Linked DNA regions of Mus musculus: region 1 is linked to region 2. Evidence: chromatin contacts called from public promoter capture Hi-C data. All regions are on one chromosome and are shown on one strand. The core of a region is the stretch at or near the end of the contact, and the rest is flanking DNA. Distances in the headings are between cores, read along the strand shown.

Region 1 (2,700 bases), core at 140-2,639, 120 kb after region 2:
GTCAGCAGCCACAAAGGAGGAGAAACACCAAATCGTAGCTGCAAAAGAGCCAGAGATGCCACTCTGGGAAAGATGGAGAGGAAACCCTTTCAACAGGAAACCGCGGGAGCAGATTACTGTGATTACGCTTCAAAGGCAAAGGCTCTGCCTCACAGACACGTAATTGAGAGGAAAATGCTGGCCCTTCATCAGGCAAGCCAGGCCCCCTGCTATATACTCTCCTGCATTCATAAAAAAATAAAAATAAGGGTGGGGGGGTAGTCCACCACTTAGCTCCTTGCAGATCACTGGCCAAGCTATAAAGTGCCTGACAAATGAAATGAATGCGGTTCGGGGCATCAAAGGTGCCGGTGCAGGCCTATCCTTCCGAGTATATTCAGTGCAAACAGCTTGCACACTAACAACTTGCAGAGTTCCCTGCTTCCAGCAAATGGCACCTCCGGACCACCTGGCTCTGGAATCACTCACAAGTTCTTAATGTACAGGAAAAGGCCACAGTGGCCTTGTGAACTGCTGAAAGTAACAAGTTGAGCTTTAAGGTTCATCAAGGCTAGGTGTCAGATAGTCAAAAGTAACCACTTTTGGGACACTCAAAATATTAAACATAGTTGCAAATTCTCTATCTGACCATAAGCCACTGAAAGAGGAGACAAAACCAGGCACGCACTAAAACTTCTGAGTACCAAGAGATATTACTCCCCACACCATGTGGTAGTGGCACCAGGAAAAACAATCTCTGATCCTGAAATAAGTCTGCGAGAGAATGGACAGTCAGAAGCCAAAGATACAGAGAAGAGGTGACCAGAAGCGGAGGTAAGGGCCAACTTTTATGCCTAGCTGTGCCAAAGACTCGAAAGAACAAAATGAAAGGTTGGGCCAGGGACTGCCAAGAGCCTCCATCTTTGGAAAGGAGAAGTCCTGACCAGCACACACTTGTGTTTTCCGCTCTAGATGCCAACTAGTCGGTGCCAGGATAAACCTAGAGCCATACCCTTGGATTTTGGGCCTCCAAATATTATTTTGTACTTCTCGTGCTTTCAATTTATTCCTGGCCAGATTTGTTTATGAGTTTTAATAATAACAATAAAAATGCATCCCTGGCTCTTTAACCGAAAGAAGCCCCTAATTGATTCCCACAGTAATTAACCTGCATTTTACCTCAGAGAGCGGTAGTTAAGGAAGTCGGCACTGCTATTTATAACTCATCTCAAATTGAGGGCAGACTGCCTAAAATCTAACACATCCCAGCTGTACTCCTGTTTGAACTGGGGCCAAGGGAATTTTTTAAAGCAATCTTGGCACGGAATGAATGACACCAACAGTATGAGAGCGTGAGTGGTTGTGTTGTGGTGACGTAGCATTGGAGGTGGAGGGGGGGGCAGTGTACTGTGATCCCTCTCGTGCGTGCCTGCAGCTTGAGTCCCAGTACAGTAAGCTGGGAACCGCCCACTGAGAGCCAAACACAGGAAAAGGCTTTTCCTGTGGACCGCCTTGAAGTGAGAAACACATGGCTAATCTGCATAAACTCGAAGCCACACCGACCCTGCCAGGAAGGTTAGTGCTCGTAATCTCTGGCCATGAAGCTGGCTGCCTGGGAAGACTTGGACTGGCGCCTGATAACCCAGAAAGAGCCGAGAGAACAGATGGGTAAGGACCCCAGCAGAATACAGCCTCGGGTCACGTGACTCGCCACATGGCCCCGCCAGCACAAACTATTGTCTGGCTGCAGAGCTTCTATACAAAGGCACCAGGCCTCCACTTCCTGTGATTCTAGGGACTGGCAGCAGCTGTTGATCAGTTCCCGGAGGGGACCCTCCTCTGTTAAGGGCACTCCAGGCAGAGATAAGTACAAAAGTTAAGGCCTCTCCCAACCAACAGGCTTTTTACTTTCCCTGCCAGCTCCACAGAAATCACTTAGATCTTAGGACTAAAGGGACTTCTGCAAGAGCAGCCTTGCTCCCTAGTACATAAATTGAGCAGCATAAATCATTCCACTGTCCCTTTTCTCTATAGCTACAGGCCATCTCTGCCTACCTCCACTTCCTCCCATTCACCATGGGGCTGAGGACTGGTATGATCTGAACCAATCCAAGAGGAAGTACTATGAAATCAGCTGACATCAGCTCTGTCCTGAGACCCTGAATAAGGGACTATAGGATGGGGTGTTGTTTTGTTCATTTGATAGTGTTTTGCTATCTTGTCCAGGCTGGTTTCTAACTCTTTGGCTCAAATGATCATCAGTAGTGCTGAGACTACAGGCAGTTATACCATACCAGCCCTGTGTTGTACTTTTAAACAGGGGAAACATGACTACATGCCAGGACAATAACCTACCCCCCCTACCCTACCCTCCTATTGAGCCTCATCAAAGCCATCTCATCCATGGAGAAATGGAAGTACGCTAACATTTTATCCAGAGTCAAACCCACACGTCCTGGGAGCCGCGTTATATATAATCTGGAGACCACGTGCCAATTTACTTCTTTACAGAAGATAAAAACACTTCATTCAAATTCTGGTCATCTGCCTATGTGGCTGCTAATTTGCAACCACCATCCCCCAAAGTACGTTTTGTTGTATTAAATTCTTTCAAATTTCCCTACGTTTAAAAGGAGAATAAGAGCACACTTCCAATTTATCAGATAAAGGCAGCCACCAGAACTGAGATCCTTCCAGTCCTTCCAAATCCACACTACCTCA
Region 2 (2,700 bases), core at 25-2,524:
CAATATGCATCCTAATTCTGTCACAGCAGGACCCCCAGGTCTGTGTGACATTGGGTCTGACATTAGGCTTCCACCTTGGACCCCCCCAGCGGGCAGCACTTGGCCACCCCAGGCTCCCCGGGCCTGTCCAACTTTACTCACATCTTCGTTAGTTGTCAGGTTGGAGGCCACGAGGTACGTGTGGAACCCTGAGAGGCCCAGGATGGACCAGATTGAGAAGAAGCAGATGACCAACTCCAGCACAGTGGGCCCTGTCAAGGACGCGTGCAAGAGAGGGTGGAACCCCTGACCCCTGAGCTCACCCTTCCCTGGAGCTATGTCCCTGGAAAGTGACAGGTTTGGGGACCTTTCTGTGATCCAGTCATTTCTCAGCAGAAGGGGGAGGGAGCGCCTGGGGAACAAGGCGGGCTCTGGGCTAGGGATGGCAGAGGGAATTCCAACCACAGGATCCTGGCATGGAGCAGGAAGCCTGGCATCCTAAGGAACTCGCAGCTGGTGACGTGACTCAATGGATAAAGGAGCCTGTCACCAAGCCTGACAAGCTGAGTTTGAACTTCAAGTTGTCCCCATCCCTATTCGTGTGACATGGCACATGCATGTTCCCCGCTGCAGGGTAAACAAAAATTTAATTACAAAATCCACTCTCTGCCAAGCCTCTGTAGACAGGCATTTTCCTGAGCCTGCTTGCTCTGCCCCTCTCCGTGACGATCCCTTTAGGGTCAGCTCCAGCCTGGGTCTTGACAAACTAGCGGGTAGAGTGCATTCTAGAGAATAGATAGAGCCCTACCCACTCTGGAGACCTGTCCCATGAAGAGGCCTCAATTCCCCACCCAGGGTGACCAGCCCGCAAAGGATATCTTGCTGGTGTCTTTTTCAGAGCGGAGAGGAAGTTGCTTCCTTGAGAAACTAGGAAGAAGAAAGGGACACAGCTCAGGGGGTGGGGGTGGGGGTGAGCACGGCCCTACGCTAGGGCCGAGCTCACTGGTTAGCCTTCCTCCACCCGCTGTTCCCCAACTCACGAAGGGTCAGGTGGGTGACCACGCAGGCGAAGATGAAGGCCGTCAAGAAGGAGAGGGAGAGAATAAACGCATAAAAGAAGCGGTAGTTCCGTCTCCCCACACAGTTGCCCACCCAAGGGCAGTGATGGTCAAACCGTTCTAGGAAGGGAAGGAGGAGTTAGTGGGGGTTCCCCAGTCAGCACTGCTGGGTGACTAGCCTTTGCCCCAGGCTGGCACTTGCCCCCTCCCCACCAGCTGCTCCCTTGGACACACCCTGCTTCCAGCCCTTGCTCATCAGTTCCCACCCACTGCCTGACACATTCCCTGTCTATTCTTTTAGCTCCATAGTAACTCCTTCAGATGTCAACTACAAAGCCACTCCCTTAAAAAGTCTCCTATGGTCTCAATCTAGGCAGAGGTCTCCTGGTCTGTTCTCTTGCTCTTCTTTTAGACAGCACTGCCCTTGAACAAGACATGTGCTGGCCTCAGACCCCTGCCAGAGTCTGACAGTGTCTGCTTCAAAGACTCACAGACTATGGCCTCTTACTAGCTCCATGCCAACGGCTCTGGCCTTAAGGTCTAGAGAGGGCTGGGCCGCTACGTAGCTCCTGCAGAGCTGGCACCAGAGGCCAGGGCAGAGGACTGAGCTCATACCATTGCTAAGTCCCTGAGGGTGGGAGTCACACCCTGGTAAGGAAAGTCCCTGTGGGAATCTGGGTCATGAGCCCGTTGCAGGCCTTATGCCAAAGGCTGGTGCCTCTGAGGCAGTGGGTGGGGCAGACTGGCAGGGATGAATAAGAGGCATTGAGTCACCCACTTCACGCCTGCTGTGCCGCTCTCCTCTTCAGAGGGTGCTGAGCTGGCACCATGAAGTCACTGCCCTGGGAACTGTGCACTGTCACCATGGCTCAGCTCGCTTGGGTGTCATACAGACTCTCCCTTGTGACACCCTCCCAAGGGACTGTCATGGTCTTCATCGAGCTGTATGGCGTCTGGGGAGCAGGGTGAGGGGAACAAACCAAGCTTGGTCAGGAGCCAGTCTTCAGCTCTGGTCCATGCTCTCCGCCTCCCTCCTCCAGACTCCCACCCTCCCTGCCTTCTTTCTCAGTTAGAGCACCCTGTCCTCCATGTTACAGCTCCAGGCTTCTGGGATCATGGACCTACTGAGGAGCACACTGAAGACGGGTGGGGGACGGGACGGGACGGGACACACAAGTTCAAGGTCTGTCACAATGTTCGGGATCGGTGGGATGGGATATAGACCAGCGCTGGGCCAAGAGATGCCACTGCCTTCCCACTCAGTCCTAAGTAAGTCAGATGCTGTCTGCCTTGCCCCACATGTGACTTCCTGCATCCAAGACTCAGTCTCTCCGGGCTTTTTGAGGCCCACCCCCACTCACCCACACAGTTGTCGCAGACACTGCAGTGCGAGGTCCGGGGAGGCCGAAACATCTTACAGGTGAAGCAATACTTGAGTTTCACTGTCTGCCCGTTGATCATCACCTCCCGAGTCCGAGGGGGCGGTCGGTATGTGGAGCTGCCTGTGTTATCTGAGGGTGTGAAGAGGGAAAATGAGGGCACCCCAGACGGCCTATGGCCCTCGATAGTGGGAAGCCACAGCTGCCTGACCAGGACAGGAGGCACCACAAGGAGAGTATGCCCAGGAACATGGGAGGTGGGGGAGGGGCGCTAATGCAGAGAC

Evidence for each region. Capture Hi-C pulls out chosen DNA fragments and counts their contacts.
Region 1: a contact with region 2 is called in a promoter capture Hi-C map of pancreatic islet. The contact joins two enhancer-like sites. A contact is called at or near these places in 1 of 39 promoter capture datasets (the C10 cell line), 2 of 484 Hi-C or Micro-C datasets (CD4 T cells and CD8 central memory T cells), 2 of 115 datasets of contacts at active chromatin or transcription factors (embryonic stem cells and microglia) and 3 of 9 other capture datasets (adipose tissue, liver and pancreatic islet).

Annotation. Positions count from the first base shown.
Region 1 is chr4:133,728,297-133,730,996 of GRCm38.p6, forward strand. The region is part of intron 1 of Arid1a (AT rich interactive domain 1A (SWI-like)); the gene reads right to left. Among named protein-coding and RNA genes, the nearest start is that of Mir7227, 13 kb to the left of the region's middle. Within about 2 kb of position 1,390, at least 299 of the 459 cell types and tissues checked have an H3K27ac peak or open chromatin away from gene starts, as enhancers often do. A contact at or near this core is called in pancreatic islet, where this site is marked.
Region 2 is chr4:133,612,782-133,615,481 of GRCm38.p6, forward strand. Zdhhc18 (zinc finger, DHHC domain containing 18) reads right to left here. Exons shown (of 8, transcript NM_001017968.2): 3 at 2,399-2,548; 4 at 1,020-1,157; 5 at 858-906; 6 at 142-244. Among named protein-coding and RNA genes, the nearest start is that of Sfn, 12 kb to the left of the region's middle. Within about 2 kb of position 1,275, at least 147 of the 459 cell types and tissues checked have an H3K27ac peak or open chromatin away from gene starts, as enhancers often do. A contact at or near this core is called in pancreatic islet, where this site is marked.